5 separate regions of the Mus musculus genome follow, and all the other regions are linked to region 1. The links are chromatin contacts, called in public HiChIP or PLAC-seq and promoter capture Hi-C maps. All regions are on one chromosome and are shown on one strand. The core of a region is the stretch at or near the end of the contact, and the rest is flanking DNA. Distances in the headings are between cores, read along the strand shown.

Region 1 (2,764 bases), core at 252-2,751:
CCAATCTGCGTTTGAAGAGGAGAACACTCGGGTCCGATCCCCGGTTCTGCCACCACAGTGTTCTGGAAAGATCTTGGATAGGAGTTTAAAGAGCCTCTGCACAGCTGGCTGATGCTGAAGAGGAGCTGTCCGTGGTGCTGAAACTGTGCCTCTAACATGCAACACCTAGCAGGGAGGGAAACTTGAGTTGATCCTGGTGACAACAGTATACTATCCACCATAATATCTGAAAGGGGCATAGGGAGACAGAATAAAGACAGCAAGCACGGTGTGTCACTCCGCTTTTTAGATCTCTCAAACTTTAGGTACTGTGAGCCGTGCTGGAAGCTGGATCCCTGCGGTGCTGTGTGTGTGGAGCGGGGATCTGTCCACGGTGCTGAACCCTCGCATCTAATCACCCCCGAGGCGCTGTCCGCGGTTCTTAAAGGATGAAACGAAAAGGGTGCTGTCCGCAATGCTGAAACAATGCCTGCCGGCGAAGGCAGAGGAGAAATGAGGGTAGGAAGAATCCTTCCCGGGGTCCGAAACCTTGCTCCGGATCTTCTCAAGACCTCGGAGAAGGCAGCCTTATGAAATAGGCTTTTCTTTAAAATAACCCCCCAACCCTCTTTTCCTGTCACAAAAGCCTCAGTTAAAGAGTCAAGGAAGGAATCAGAATTGGACTGCCACTCTTGGGAATGAAAGAGTCTTCATGGTTTACACACACAGACACACACACACACACACACACACACACACACACACTCCATCTAGACCTTTCATCTAGGGAGAGCCTTACAGTCCAGAAGGGGGCGATCCAGTTCACTGTGTAGAACCCCAACACCTCTAAGCTAGGAGCCCCACTAACTGCTGAGTCCCAGAGACAGGAACCACAATGATAACTACATTGTGTGGGCGCCACGATGTTCCCCACTTTACCCACCTAACTCCAAAGACCCCCCCCCCCCCAACCCCCGACACACACTGCTTCTGGTGGTGGCGTCTGTCCCCATTTTTCAGACGAAGAACTCGAGGACAGGAGAAACTACGCGTGATCACACGGGGACCCCAAAGCTGCCAGATCTTAAACTAGTTCACCTATGTCTCATCCCGGGTGCGCCCCCCACCCCTATTCACCTGTCCTGCACCTCGCCTGGCCCTGGCCCCAACACTACCCAGCTGGCAAAGTTGAGCGGCCCCTCCAGCGCACGGGTCTGGTGGCAGGTCGGATGTTTATCCCCAACGATCGGATTTCGACTCCCAACACCCTAGTGTTCCGCCCTGCGGGGGGTTAGGTCCCCAGGTGGCCTTCCACCCCCGGGCCTGCCCCACCCCCGCTCCCGCGCGGGAGGCCAGTTGCGAGTACCGCTTTAAAAATCCCAGCCTGGGCAAAACTTTGATGATAAATCAAGCTGCGGATCCCTCCGCCGCCGCCGGCTCAGGGCGGGGAGCGAGGGGGAGGGCGGGTGCGCGGCGGCGCGGAGTGGCCTTCCGCGCAAGCGAAGAGTCCCGCAGTCGGAGGCGGCGGGCTGGGCGTGCGCTCGCTGCCTGCAGCCGGGGCCGGGCCGGGGCCAGCAGGAGAGGGCGGCGGCGGCGCCGGGCAGGGTACGGCGGGCGCGGGCTTTGCGGGCTGCGGAGCCCCGATGTGAGGCGGCGGCGCCCCCGGCCGGAGCGCGCAGCATGGGGGCCCCGCTGGCCGCGGCGCTGGGCGCCCTCCACTACCTGGCACTTTTCCTGCAACTCGGCGGCGCCACGCGACCCGCAGGCCATGCGCCCTGGGACAACCACGTCTCCGGACACGGTGAGTTTGCGCGCAGCCCCCACGGACTTCCCCCCACTGAACCCCACCCCGGTCGCAGCCGCTCCAACTTGGCGGTCGCGGTGCTCGAACCTGCGCCGACTGATGCTATGGCCCAGAGTTCCGGGGCGCCCTCTGCTGGGACTGGGGACCCACCCTGTCTCCTATCGGGGCCAGCTCTGCGAGAAGGGGTTCCCAAGAGCACACTCGCTCTGGCCCCAGCTCGCAGAAGACCCCCTCCACGCGCGTACACACTCACACGGATACACACACCTCTGCGACCATACAGATGTCTCCAACCGCGGACACACTCAGCCACGCTCACTGCATCCCACACTCACAACTCTGCACATCCCCTCTGAGCCTCTCCTCGCTGGTAAATATACTTGTGCCCACTACGCACACGAATCAGACACTGGCTGGTGGCTCACCCTGCCAGCTGGCACTCGGGCACACACGCTTCGCTTCGCCACAACTCTTGCCTGTCTGCCTGCAGACACGGATACACATGCACGCACGCACTTGTGCACACACTTTGCCCACCCACTTCTCTCTGCCCCGATTCCTTTCTCCTTTGTGGGTTTAACGCTGAAACTGCTCCTGCATCCTCTTCATCAGGATCCATCCCTTCCACGGCCGGGAATGGTCCTGAGGGGCGCCAGATGCTGTTGCTTAAGACCTGCTAGCCTGGGTGGCAGCTTCCTTTGCCATCCATGTGGGTGGGTGGCATCCAGGGGTAGGGACAGTCTGGGGATAAGAAGGTAGGGACGGAGAGCTGGGATACACTGGAGTAGTTGAGGTCTATTCTTTCAGCTAGAGGCCAGGAGTAAAGAGGAATGTAGGGTGTTTGTCCCTGGGGGGATCATGAACCCCTTGAATCCTACAGGACACCCCCATCTCGGGGACCCCATCTCAACCTTGCCCCTAGAGGACTGAAATGTTGAACTCCAGCATTGTGGGAGCAAGGAGAAAGCAAGTGCTGCCTGC
Region 2 (2,700 bases), core at 163-2,662, 310 kb after region 1:
AGAGTTGGTGGGCGTGGTATGTCTCCCACTCATAGAGAGCCCAGCACAGGGTCTTGCTATAGAGAGAGGCAGACAAACACTGCCTTAGGCCGAACCACTTAGGATGTACTTTTATGCCCCAAGAGCGGTGTCTACCGTGCCTCTGGCTCTGGGGTCTGAGTTTGGGAGCCTAGTTTTGTACTGTCTGTGTGCAGAGGTGTCTGTCCATATTTCAGCCCGAGCAAGCAGATACATGAGCCCCGTGTGCTTGTGTTCATTGTGGTTCGGGGATTGGTGTGTGCAGGCACGGAGTGAATGCATTTCTCTGTAGAGTTCTGGGTATGGATCTACACAGGAAGGGAAGCCCACCCAAGCCAGCACAGCAAATCAGAGTCAGGGGGTGAATGCCCTGGCCCATCTCCCAGCTCTGTCCAAATCCCCGGAGATTTGCAAAATTGCTCCAGAGAATCTTCCCCAATCCTGAACCTGTCTGGAGCCCAGCTAAGACTCTGAGCAACAGACTTCACTTTGACTCCTTCTTCCCAGACACAGGCACAAAGGCACACACAACTCTCCTAGAGGTCCCGTTCCCAGGTGCAGTCCAGGAAACCCATGCACAGAAGTAAGCCCTCCGCCTTCTCCCCAGATGCCTCTACACCTCATGCCCATGGGAAGGCCCCGTGCCAAACCACCGTATCTAAAATAGCAAAGGCACCCAAGATTTGGTGAGCAAGTCCCTCGAACCCACTCTCCTGCCCTCAGGGTCCGCCCTTTCTCAGCACTACTGTTCTGTGCTGGGTTGGGGCGGGGGGGGGGGGGGAGGGGGGGGGACACGACGACTTTGATTTCCCTCTCATTCCAGACCCCCTACAGGACACAGCACTGTCAGTCAGCATAAAGTTTAAAGCGCTAAAAAAAAAAAAAAAAAAAAAAAAAAAAAAAAAACAACCAAGTTTTCTGCAAGGCTCAAGGTCCAGAACTCCAGTTCAAATTTGCATACTGGTTTGGAGCGAGATGAAAGCGTGCATCTCTGCAGAGAGGCCCAGGCAGGACGCGAGGCCCAGGGGTGGATCTGAGCCCCACTCTTGCCCTAATTCTGCGGGAGCTGCGCACGCAGTTAAGCAACGACCCACACCAGGAACCGAGGGTCTCTAGGTGCGTGCGTGCGTGCGCGCCGCGTGTGCACACACAGACACACACACACACCCGGGGGCGCGGGGGGGTGGGGTGGGGTGGGGGCGTGCTGGAGAAAACCCAGCAGAGTGAGGTGGTCCAGGCCCAGGAGGGCGTTACCATGGTGATGCTCCTCTGGTCCCCGCGTTGGCAGTCTCTGTCCCGCGAAGCTCTGGCTCTCCTAGCTCTGGAGAGAGTGCGAAGGGCGAGAGGAGTACTCCTAACCCGGCCTCATCCCGAGGGGCAGCCAGACCCGGACAGGGAAGAGGGAGAGGGGACCCAGGCTGAGGAGGCGAAAAGGGGGGGGGGGGAAGAGGCGGGCCACCCCGTGGGGGGGGGGCGGGGCGGCGGCGGGACAGCGGCCCTTTGTGCGACGCCTTGCTCTGCGCCGCCCTGCTGCCGCCGCCGCTGCGGGTGACAGGAGCCCGACGTTGGTCCACTCCGCACCCCCTGCCGAGGCCACCGGAACAGTCTAGGGGTGTCTGGCGCTGCCCAGCGCTCCCTCCAGCGTCCCCACCCAGGACTGCTGGCTTCTTGTTCCTATCTGCAAGTCATTTTGTCTCCTAAGCCTCAGTTTTTCAACTGTAAAATAGGAAGGTGGTGGAGGTGATGCTGGTGAGGATAGCACCCCTTCCTGGAATTGGGGAGTAGATGTCAGCATCAGTCCTGACGGCCCAGTGTCAGGCTTGGGATGGCGGCTAACACACACACAGAGCCTTCAAGAACTTGAAGCTCCCATGGCAGACACCCACATTGCTATGAGGCAGGGTGCCCCAGACACCCACCACGCCTGTGGACTCCCTACCACGGAACCAATCGTGGAAGGAGAGGTGGGCTGTTTGGAAGCCCCTTCCTGAGGTGTTCTGTAGTAGCTTTCCCGTTGGATGACTCTGGAATCGAGCTTTTTATTATCAAATACTGCACTGAGCCAGAACGACACAGACTCCCTGTCCTTGGGGAGCGATGGAAGGGGGTGGGGGTTGTCACCTACGGGGAATGGGAACAAGAACGAGAGGAACAGAAAAAATAACCGTGAGTTAACTGCTGAAAAGGAATGGAGTTGATCAGAAACTCCCGAGAGGGGGCTGGAGAGATTTGGCCACCCTTCTCCAAGACACAGGTTCAATTCCCAGCACCCATATGGCCATTCACAACTACCTGCTAAGGGAATCTAAGGCCCTCTTTAACCTCAGAGGGCACCAGGAACACACATGGTACACAGATACACACTCAGGAAAAATATTATTATTATTATTATTATTATTATTATTATTATTATTATTAGAATGACGAGACCTGAGTGAACAGAGAGGGGCCGCAGGAAATGGAATTCCAGGCAGTGGGAACAGGCCACGGGAGGCCTCCAGGGGGATGGCTTAAAAAGATTGGGACAAGTAAGTGGAGACCGCAGGATGGCATGGTGGTAAAGGCTTCCCTTCTAAGGCTTATCCACAGTCATGTCCCCCTCACCGCACCCTACCCCACCCATTGATTATCTAGTCTCTTCACAAGAACCTGTGCTAGGAGCCATCCCAAATCCTTTTTTAC
Region 3 (2,700 bases), core at 145-2,644, 300 kb before region 1:
GGGAGGCTGCACATAGCCAGAAGTGAAGGAAGGGTGTGGTCGAGCTAACCCTGTAGCTTGGATGGCTTGCGACCTGAAGCCAAGGCTCCTCTTCTCACCTCATATTAGCCCATTTCTAGCCATGGCCAAGGCTTGTGACTCATTAATTCCCATCAAGGCTGGGGATGGAGCTAGTGGTGCCTAGCGGAAGGACAATCCCAGCTCAGAGCTGCCTCCTCAAGCCAAAGAGTGGAGTGGGTCCTGCCTGCCTAGGCAGGGACTCTGGACTGCGGCAATGGAGTACTAATGGGATACTTTAGCCCTGGATGAGGGTGAGCCAAACTCATAATTGAAAGCTTTGGGGACCCTGACAGGTCCCCAGCCTGCCTTCAAAATCTGAAGCCACATAGGCTCCTGCCACCAGCATTCACAGATCTCCCATTCTGCAGGATTCCGGGCCACGAAACAGCTTTGCCACCTGCCTGCCACACTTTTGGGTATGCAAATCTTCCCAATGCCCCTTTTAAAGATGTCAATCACTTCAGGAAGGTCTATATTGATGGACAACTAAGATGAGGTCTAACCTGGTTAGGACGCTGAGGAAGTCTGAGTGTCTATTGATTAGAAGAAGACTGTACTGTACTGACTGTACTCTTAGAAGACAGAGGCAGTGCAGAATTCCTAGGGAGAGAGGAAATGAGATCAGGTAAACTGAGGAACCAAGCAGGCCAGAGTAAACACCCTCTTTTTTTTTTTTAGACTTATTTATTATTATAAATTCGTACACTGTAGCTGTCTTCAGACAGCACCAGAAGAAGGTGTCAGATCTCATTATGTCTCCAGCCGGCAAACACCCTCTTAATAAACACCTTAGTCTATGGTGAGGCTTCTGATAGCCGTGAGTGTTAACCTGCAGTTATATGGGATTACTGCTTAACAAACATCTTCACTAACTGTTAACACCAGGAAAACTACTAACTACTTGCCGATCACCTTAGTGGGCAGCCACAAGAGCTCATGCACTGTTCACAGATAACCCTCCACCCACAGCAGCACCTAAGCTGACAGCCCTCAGGCTGGCAGAAGGCAGGGGCCGGGGGCCAGCAGCTGTAAGGAGCCTGAGGAGAAAAGTAGCTTGCCTCATCTATCCTGCCGGGCTGGGTAGCCAGAGTCCCAGCCAGGTCTTCTTCAGCAGCTGTCCTGATCACCCTTCCAGCCCCATGCACCGGACCCTGCCCCACTGGCTGCAATATCTCAGATCAGGACCCCTGATCAGGACCCCTGCGAGGAAGTGCGCGGAAGATGAATTCAGGCAGGATGAGAAATGCATTATGCAGCCCTGCCTGCCCGCCCCTGCCTCCCCCAGGGGCCTCACTTCCTCTTTTGTGTCAGAGATGAAAGTCCAGGGAGCTGAGAGTGACAGGCAGCCCCTCTCTTCCCTCCCTCCTCCGATCTTTCTCCCGTCCCTCCCTCCCCACCCTACGCCCAACCCCGCCCACCTCTGTCTTTGGTTCTCTGTACTACCTGCCTGGCTGAGTCTTCTGACTTCTCTCCTCCTTTACCTTATAGTCCACTCGCTCTCCTTTCTGGGTCCTTCCCCCTTTCAACATCTTCCTTCGCCTTATCTCAATGTGTCCTTTCTCACAATTCTCTTTCCCTTTTTTGTATCTCCCATCATCCTTCATCATCTCAACCCAAGTACCTTTTCCTCCAGGAAGCCCTCCTTGGCCCCCAGCCCAGCTGTCCCCGTGTCCTCTTCCCTCCAGGTGATGTGTCCTTGCTTTGAGTGCTGTTACTTGGTAGAGATGAAGATCAACTGTAGCCTGGGCTCCTGGTTTATAGTAGGTACTTAGGAGATGGTTGCTTTTCTTGCCAACTTGTCCCAGCTCCCAGGCTGCCCCAGCCAGAGGCTCCTCATTCCTAGTCACAATTCCCTGTGATCCAGGCTGGGCTTTGGCTCTCAGCCTCCTCTTCTCACTGAGTGGGGGTCTGGTGCCAGCGTGAGGCTTCAAGTGATGGGTTCCAGGCCAGTAGGCACCCATCAGCCCTTTGTTGAAGAAGTGACAGTGCCAAAGAGAAAGGGACTTGACATTCCAATCCAACAACTGGGCCATAGGCCTTGTGACCCCAGGAAAGTCACGTCATCTTTCTTCAACTGTGGAGTGACAAGGAGCAAGATGGACGATGGATGACTGTGAGCTTTGACTGGTAAAAGGGTTCTTGGTGGCAATGACATCCTATATTTTTCCCTAAGAGATCAAGAGGTCAGTCCACAGCCCCCAGAGAGCCAAGATTGGGGGGCTTGAAGTGCTTGGGCTCCTTAATGAGTGGAATCAAGGGGAAGGAAGTCAGTGCTGTGTTATTGAGCACCTACTATGTCTAGGCACCAGGCAAGGCTCTTGGGCCTGCCAGCAAGGAGAACAAGCTTCTATACCTGGCTTCCCAGAGGGTCCGGCCATAGTGAATGTCCTATTGCTAGCATTGAGCACCTGTGTGCAGGCAGTGGGGACATCAAGGTGGGACAGCCATCAGGACTGCCCTACTGTGTACAGGCATCAGGGATGCCAGAATAGGGCAGCAGCTGTCAGGACCACCCTGGCCAACCCAAGGCATCTTGATTTGCCTTATAGAGAAATTGCTCACCTAGCCCTTCACTAGAGGTCATGCCTGCTGGAAAGTGAAAAGTCAGAGCCCAAATCCTCCTGACTCCTGGGTCCCTAT
Region 4 (2,700 bases), core at 156-2,655, 390 kb after region 1:
ACTTATTCCTGCAGTTTTGTCACCAAACCAGACCCAGATGCTGCCCTCTGCCTCTTGGAAGCTGGTCCTTGAGAGATGAGAGCTGGCAGGTGAGATTTATTCAGGTTTATTCAAGGGCTGGCAACCTGGATAGTCCAGGGAGCTCTAACCCTCAAAGCTTCAACATGTTCAACACAAAGAGGTTTCACAGGGAGAGAACAGACTAGACTGTGGGCAGGAAGGCTACCCATTTCTCGCAGTTTTCATGGCCCTGGGTGTGAGTCACTTTTATTTTCCTCTTACTTTCTGGCTGTGGAGCGCTTCAGTTTGGCCTCACATGCATGGGTGCTTTGTTCATGCCTTAGTATTATTCCACAGAGCCTCTGCCTCCTGCGTGCATTAGCTTTACATGCTTAGGGCTTTTCCGTGTCAACCCTCGGGGCAGTTCAGGGGAGTTGTGTTAGTTTATACTCAGGAGGAAAGGCTAAAGAGGACAGGCACTGCATGCTCTGGTGTAGTGCGAGGGTCCCTGAGGCTCTCTATTCTGTAAACCTTAGAGTGCTTATCGGGCAACATCTTTATCATAAGCTGCATTTAGAATCCTGGCACTGGGAAAGTAGAAAGGGCTTGAAGAGGATCAAGAGTTCAAGACCAACCTGGGCTACATAGGAAGACCCCCCTCCCCCATCTCAAAAAAAAAAAAAGAGAGAGAGAGAGAGAGAGGAAGGAAGGAAGGAAGAGAGAGAGAGAGAAAGAAAAGAGAAACAGAAGAATTTTCTAGAATGCAGGGAAACGGGGCACACGTGATCCTCACAAAAGGTAAAAGAGAAAGCAGAATTGGAAGGGTGACACGGCCAAGCCCAACTCTCAGAAGACAGGCACCGTCCCTCTCCCCTGCCGCCTTAGCCGGTGCTCACTCCTCTGCCCGGGTCATGCAGCGCAAGGCAGCTGACACATTAGAACTCGGACTGTTATGTACAGCAAGTTCCAGCTAGGGTCATGGGGCATCAGGATGTTCTGAGAGCTTTCGGGTGGTGTTTGGTTTGGCGTGGTGCTGGAAAGATATGCCAAGCTGCTGTTCAGACAGCTATCCCATTGCAAGGTTGGGAGGAGAAGTCCCTATTTAAACAAACAGTTAAAAGAACGGAGAGCAGGGGAAGACAATCCTACTTTTCCTTCCTGCTTTCATGGGCTGGGCTGTGACCCTGAGTGAACCTCAAATTCCTGTCTGTGACACCAGGCCTTCCTAGCAGAGAGTCAAGAAGGTTGGCAGAGGCAATGCAGAACCTCCAGAGAGTGTGGGGTTTCCCCCTTCTCCATGCAGGGGAGAATGGGAGTGGCTTATCCCCTTGGCACCAGGCCTGCCCTCCTAACCTGTGCAGTGATCACAACAATGACCCTCCCCCACCCCCCACCTCCCACCCCTGTGGTGTCGCAAGAGGGTTCCAGTCAGTGGGCCTCTCTTTCCCTGGGCCTCTCTTTCCTGCTCCCAGGAGCCCGCCCTCCCTCAAGAACCGCCCCCTAGCCCTGGGCCTTGACTAGTTAAGAACACCAGAGCCAGCCCACTCTGTCACAGTCCTCACTCCCCCACGGAGCATCCAGGATGAAGGCTGGGACTGGACCTCTGCTCTCTACATTGCTGGGGCTGCTGTTCCTGTCCATACAGGGAACTGGCGGTGTCAACCCCGGTGTGGTGGCCAGGATCACCGACAAGGGCCTGGCCTACGGTAAGAAGCCATAATATAGGCTGGCCAAGGAGGCGGGACACCAGGCACAGCCTGGATGTGAAGGGCATTGTCCCTCTGGTAGGGAGTCTGCTATACGGGTATGTGGCAATAGCTGCCATCTGGCTGGTCACTCTCCAGATATGTGACCTCAGCCCATAGCTTGTATTTTGAGGGCTGGGGGGAAGGTTTGGGGTCCAGCAGCTGAAGCAGGAGGTAAGAGAGATAAGCAGGTAGCAGTGGGCAGATAGGCTGGGAAGAGAAGGCAGACAGCCGAGGTAAACAGCCCCACACAGCAGCTGGAACCAGTTCTTTGGAAGAGTCTTGGTGGAATTTGAAACCATCACCTAAAACCACAAATCCTAAGTGAAGGCAGTTAGAGACTGGGAGGGCCAAGCAAGGCTACGGACGGGGATGGGATGTGCCCCCTTGGCATCTGAGTGGCAGTCATGTGACTTACCAAACATTAAAACTTATTGATCAGTGATTGCTTCAAGGTGAGCACTCCTTAGGTACCTTTATGCATGTCACTCCCAACTTCCCTCCCTCCCTCCTTCCTTCCTTCCTTCCTTCCTTCCTCCCTTCCTTTTTAAATGTTCATGTATTGCTGTCCTGGGAATTGCACATGCTAGGCAGGTACTTCATCACAGAGCTATGGCCGCAGCTGCACCTTCTCTTTTTTGTTTTTGAATTTTGGACAGCAACTCCCTAACTTACCCAGGCTAGCTTTGAACTCACACTATAGGTAAGGCAGGTCTTGAACTTGTGATTCTCCTGCCTCAGCCTCCTAAAGTAGCCTGGGTTCCATTTCTGCAACACCAGGCTTGATCCAACTTGACAAACTAAGAAAAGGTATTTAACAAGCTACTGAGAGTGACACAGAATTATCGTGTCCAAGGGGTGAGGGAGCTGGGATGTTTGTACAGCCCAGACCTATCACTTCGGTAGAGCCTCCATTGCCTAATCTAATGGAGGTCATAACACTGCTTCAGTTGAG
Region 5 (2,700 bases), core at 6-2,505, 340 kb before region 1:
AATGAGTGGCGGATACATGGAATGGCTTGGTGTCTCAGAGGACCTGGGTTTCTTCCAACACTCTGTTATCCTTCAGTTCATGGGCACAAGATGATCCCAGTTCCAGGTGTCACACCTGAGCGGGGATGGGTTGAGACCACAGCGGGTTGGGCTGTGACCCTCATGTTTAATTGCTTATGAGTCCTTTACCTGTACCTGGTTTTCTGTCATCTAACAACAGAAGAAAACAGAGGGCCAGGGAGCTCTTGTTAAATGAATAGCGGTCTGAGCACTGAATGGGGGCAACTCAAATTACTGCCTGAAAACAGAAGAGCTGTTATCGCACTTACAGGATTTTGATAGGTTATTTCTCTGCCGCCAGTGAAATGAGCCAATTCAAGCCAGATTAGAATATTTTGAAGGCAGGTTTATTGGGAAGCTGCTCTCTGGTGAATTCACTGGCCCTAAGGAACGAGGCCGGAAAAGTCCCCATGGGGAGTGGGAGACAGAAGGGAAGGAGAAAGGGACGGAGGGAAAGAGAGAGCTCGAGGGAGCAAAATGTCTGGATTTCTATAGGGAGGAGCCACTGAGGGAAGAGCAGCCCAGCCCCTGGGCTGGAAAGTTCAGGGTTGGGGGCCAGGAGGGGACTGAGGGATGCTGGGAGAACCTGGAGGCCAGGTCTGTTTTGATATGTAAATTATGTACCCTGGTCCTGGGGTGGTCCCAAACCAGTTTTAGCTCAGTTTTCTAGAGCTGGAGTGTAGAGGAGGTGTGTGGGGAGCCTGTGGATGCTGCACCATAGTATGAGGGACTTGAGCAGCATCCTCATATTTGGGCCTTAGAACCAATCCCCTCTGACACACATATTTTATGCATAAATGTAACAAACCACTAAAGCACTACAGATTAATCTGACATATACAGGATGCGGGTTAGAAAGAGCTGGACCCACACCAGTGCAAAAAGCAGGATCCCATTGTCTAGCTCAAGAGTTGATGATACTGAACAGAGGTGATAGCAATCAAATTAGTGGGTTCAGGGGGTCTGGAGGGGAAGGGACCAAGCAAAGACTTGGCTCAGGTCTCAAGGGAAACATTCGATGGTCCTATAAAAAATTAAAAAAAAAAAAAAAAAAAAAGGAAAAGCATATTTTAAAAGACCCTGCTGGGGAATGTTTTCGGTCATTGTGTATTCAGACACTGATTTCTGAATCCAGAGATCTGGTTGCAATCTGGACTTTGGTGTTGTCATTATTATGAAATAGGAATTGAGACTCAGTATGTTGTAAAACATTGTATCCCAGAATCTTCTGATTGTTTAAAATAAAGGGCTGAGCAGCTTACAGCTGGGCAGGAAAGGAAAAGGTGGTACCTCTGTGCTCAGAGAGAGGGAGCCAGTCTCAGGTGGGGAACCAGGGAGTGGCCGTCACTGGGAAGCCGAAGAAGAAGGAGGTGTTGTCAAGGCAAGGGCAGGTATCAGGCCATGTGGCTGGAAAGCAGTCTGAGAAGTAGTCTAAGGCCAGCTTTGTCGGGTTGGAATAGCTCAGAACCTGCCCGGCTATAGTGTCTGAAGCTTATTAGTAAATATAAGGTATACATGTCAGTATTCAAAACAAGGGTGGGTATAGAAAAGCTCTGTACTTATACAGATCCCAAAACAAGGGTCAGAAAGTGTTCCTAGTACTTCTGTGGCGGTGTGGGCATTGCCAAAGCCCCAGTGGCCAACTTTCTTATGGGAACTGCAGAGCTGGAGGCAGGCATGGCTTCTCACCTCCGCTTGGTTTCTCTGGTTGCTTCCACCCTCAGGCTTGCTCCATTTGGATCCTGGGATTTGGAATGACCCAGAAACCCTTTCTGCCCTAAAATTGGGCTAAGCCAACCTTGACTTCCTGCCAAGGCCTCCGAAATTCTCCCCGTCCACCTGGCAGCCAACCAGGACACCTGCTTTCCTCAACTCGGCACCCCCTCTGAAACTAGTCTTTTCCTTGGGGATCCCTGTCTCCTTTAGACCTTTTTGTCTTCACTGCCAAAGTTTGGTCCTGATCACCACCCACCCTCCCTCCCTCCCTCCCTCCCTCCCTCCCTCCCTCCCTCCCTCCCTCCCTCAGGCCTGTACTGGCCTCTCTGTTTTGACTCCTGTGAAACCCCAAACAGTCCTTGTGATGGCTAGTTTTGCCAACGTAGCCAAGAATCACCTGGAAAAAGTCTCAGTGAGGGACTTACTTAAAGCAGGTTGGCCCATAGGCATGTCTGTGGAAGATGCTCTTGATTGCTTTAATTAATATGGGAAGACCTGGTCTGGAAGTTGGTGGCACCATTCCCTGGCTTTGGAACCTGGACTGTATAGGCAGAGAAAGGTCAGTGAGCACCCAAGCCTGTATGCATTCATTTCTCCCTGCCTATGACTGTGGACTTGGTGTGGCCAGCTGCTTCCAGCTCCTGGCACCTTGACCTTCTCTCCCACCCCATCCCCAGTTATGACACTCTGTAACCTGGCTCTCTCTAAGCTGCTCTCTGTCAGGTTTTTGTTACTGTTTGTTTGTTTGTTTTTTTTTTTTTTTTAATCACAGCAACAGAGATCACAGGTGTCCTTCATACTGCAGCCAGAAGACCCTGTTACTCTCCTCTGGAGGTGGTGTCCCCTCCTCTGTAGTGACCTGTCAAAGTCCTCCCCATCAGCCTTCAGTTGCTGTGAAGGGACACTGTGACTATAGCAACTGTT

Evidence for each region. Promoter capture Hi-C pulls out the DNA fragments that hold promoters and counts their contacts. HiChIP or PLAC-seq counts read pairs in DNA pulled down with a chosen protein or histone mark.
Region 2: an H3K4me3 HiChIP or PLAC-seq map of forebrain shows a contact between it and region 1, with 2.4 times the contacts expected there. The contact joins the promoter of D630003M21Rik here to the promoter of Vstm2l in region 1. A contact is called at or near these places in 5 of 39 promoter capture datasets (the 3T3-L1 cell line, the C10 cell line, HPC-7-derived erythroid cells and 2 more) and 3 of 115 datasets of contacts at active chromatin or transcription factors (embryonic stem cells, forebrain and neural tube).
Region 3: a contact with region 1 is called in a promoter capture Hi-C map of stem cell-derived epiblast-like cells, with 4 times the contacts expected there. The contact joins the enhancer-like site here to the promoter of Vstm2l in region 1. A contact is called at or near these places in 25 of 39 promoter capture datasets (the 3T3-L1 cell line, 3T3-L1-derived adipocytes, the C10 cell line and 14 more), 4 of 15 datasets of contacts at CTCF or cohesin (embryonic stem cells, large pre-B cells, pro-B cells and 1 more), 27 of 484 Hi-C or Micro-C datasets (the AML12 cell line, B cells, the CH12 cell line and 13 more), 18 of 115 datasets of contacts at active chromatin or transcription factors (the 230-238 cell line, SST interneurons, VIP interneurons and 10 more) and 3 of 9 other capture datasets (embryonic stem cells, macrophages and pancreatic islet).
Region 4: a promoter capture Hi-C map of stem cell-derived epiblast-like cells shows a contact between it and region 1, with 3 times the contacts expected there. The contact joins the promoter of Lbp here to the promoter of Vstm2l in region 1. A contact is called at or near these places in 8 of 39 promoter capture datasets (the 3T3-L1 cell line, the HPC-7 cell line, embryonic stem cells and 4 more).
Region 5: a promoter capture Hi-C map of embryonic stem cells shows a contact between it and region 1. The contact joins the enhancer-like site here to the promoter of Vstm2l in region 1. A contact is called at or near these places in 7 of 39 promoter capture datasets (the 3T3-L1 cell line, the HPC-7 cell line, embryonic stem cells and 2 more) and 1 of 115 datasets of contacts at active chromatin or transcription factors (microglia).

The regions. Positions count from the first base shown.
Region 1 is chr2:157,913,152-157,915,915 of GRCm38.p6, forward strand. It overlaps Vstm2l (V-set and transmembrane domain containing 2-like), which reads left to right and starts at 1,502. Exons shown (of 4, transcript NM_198627.2): 1 at 1,502-1,780. The coding sequence starts at 1,660.
Region 2 is chr2:158,227,812-158,230,511 of GRCm38.p6, forward strand. D630003M21Rik (RIKEN cDNA D630003M21 gene) reads right to left here and starts at 1,413. Exons shown (of 14, transcript NM_177657.5): 1 at 1,273-1,413. The coding sequence starts at 1,275.
Region 3 is chr2:157,612,792-157,615,491 of GRCm38.p6, forward strand. No RefSeq gene overlaps it. Among named protein-coding and RNA genes, the nearest start is that of Platr27, 17 kb to the left of the region's middle. Within about 2 kb of position 1,395, at least 27 of the 459 cell types and tissues checked have an H3K27ac peak or open chromatin away from gene starts, as enhancers often do. A contact at or near this core is called in the 230-238 cell line and the CH12 cell line, where this site is marked.
Region 4 is chr2:158,305,088-158,307,787 of GRCm38.p6, forward strand. It overlaps Lbp (lipopolysaccharide binding protein), which reads left to right and starts at 1,406. Exons shown (of 15, transcript NM_008489.2): 1 at 1,406-1,706. The coding sequence starts at 1,583.
Region 5 is chr2:157,568,421-157,571,120 of GRCm38.p6, forward strand. No RefSeq gene overlaps it. Among named protein-coding and RNA genes, the nearest start is that of Blcap, 3.4 kb to the left of the region's middle. Within about 2 kb of position 1,256, at least 5 of the 459 cell types and tissues checked have an H3K27ac peak or open chromatin away from gene starts, as enhancers often do. A contact at or near this core is called in embryonic stem cells and liver, where this site is marked.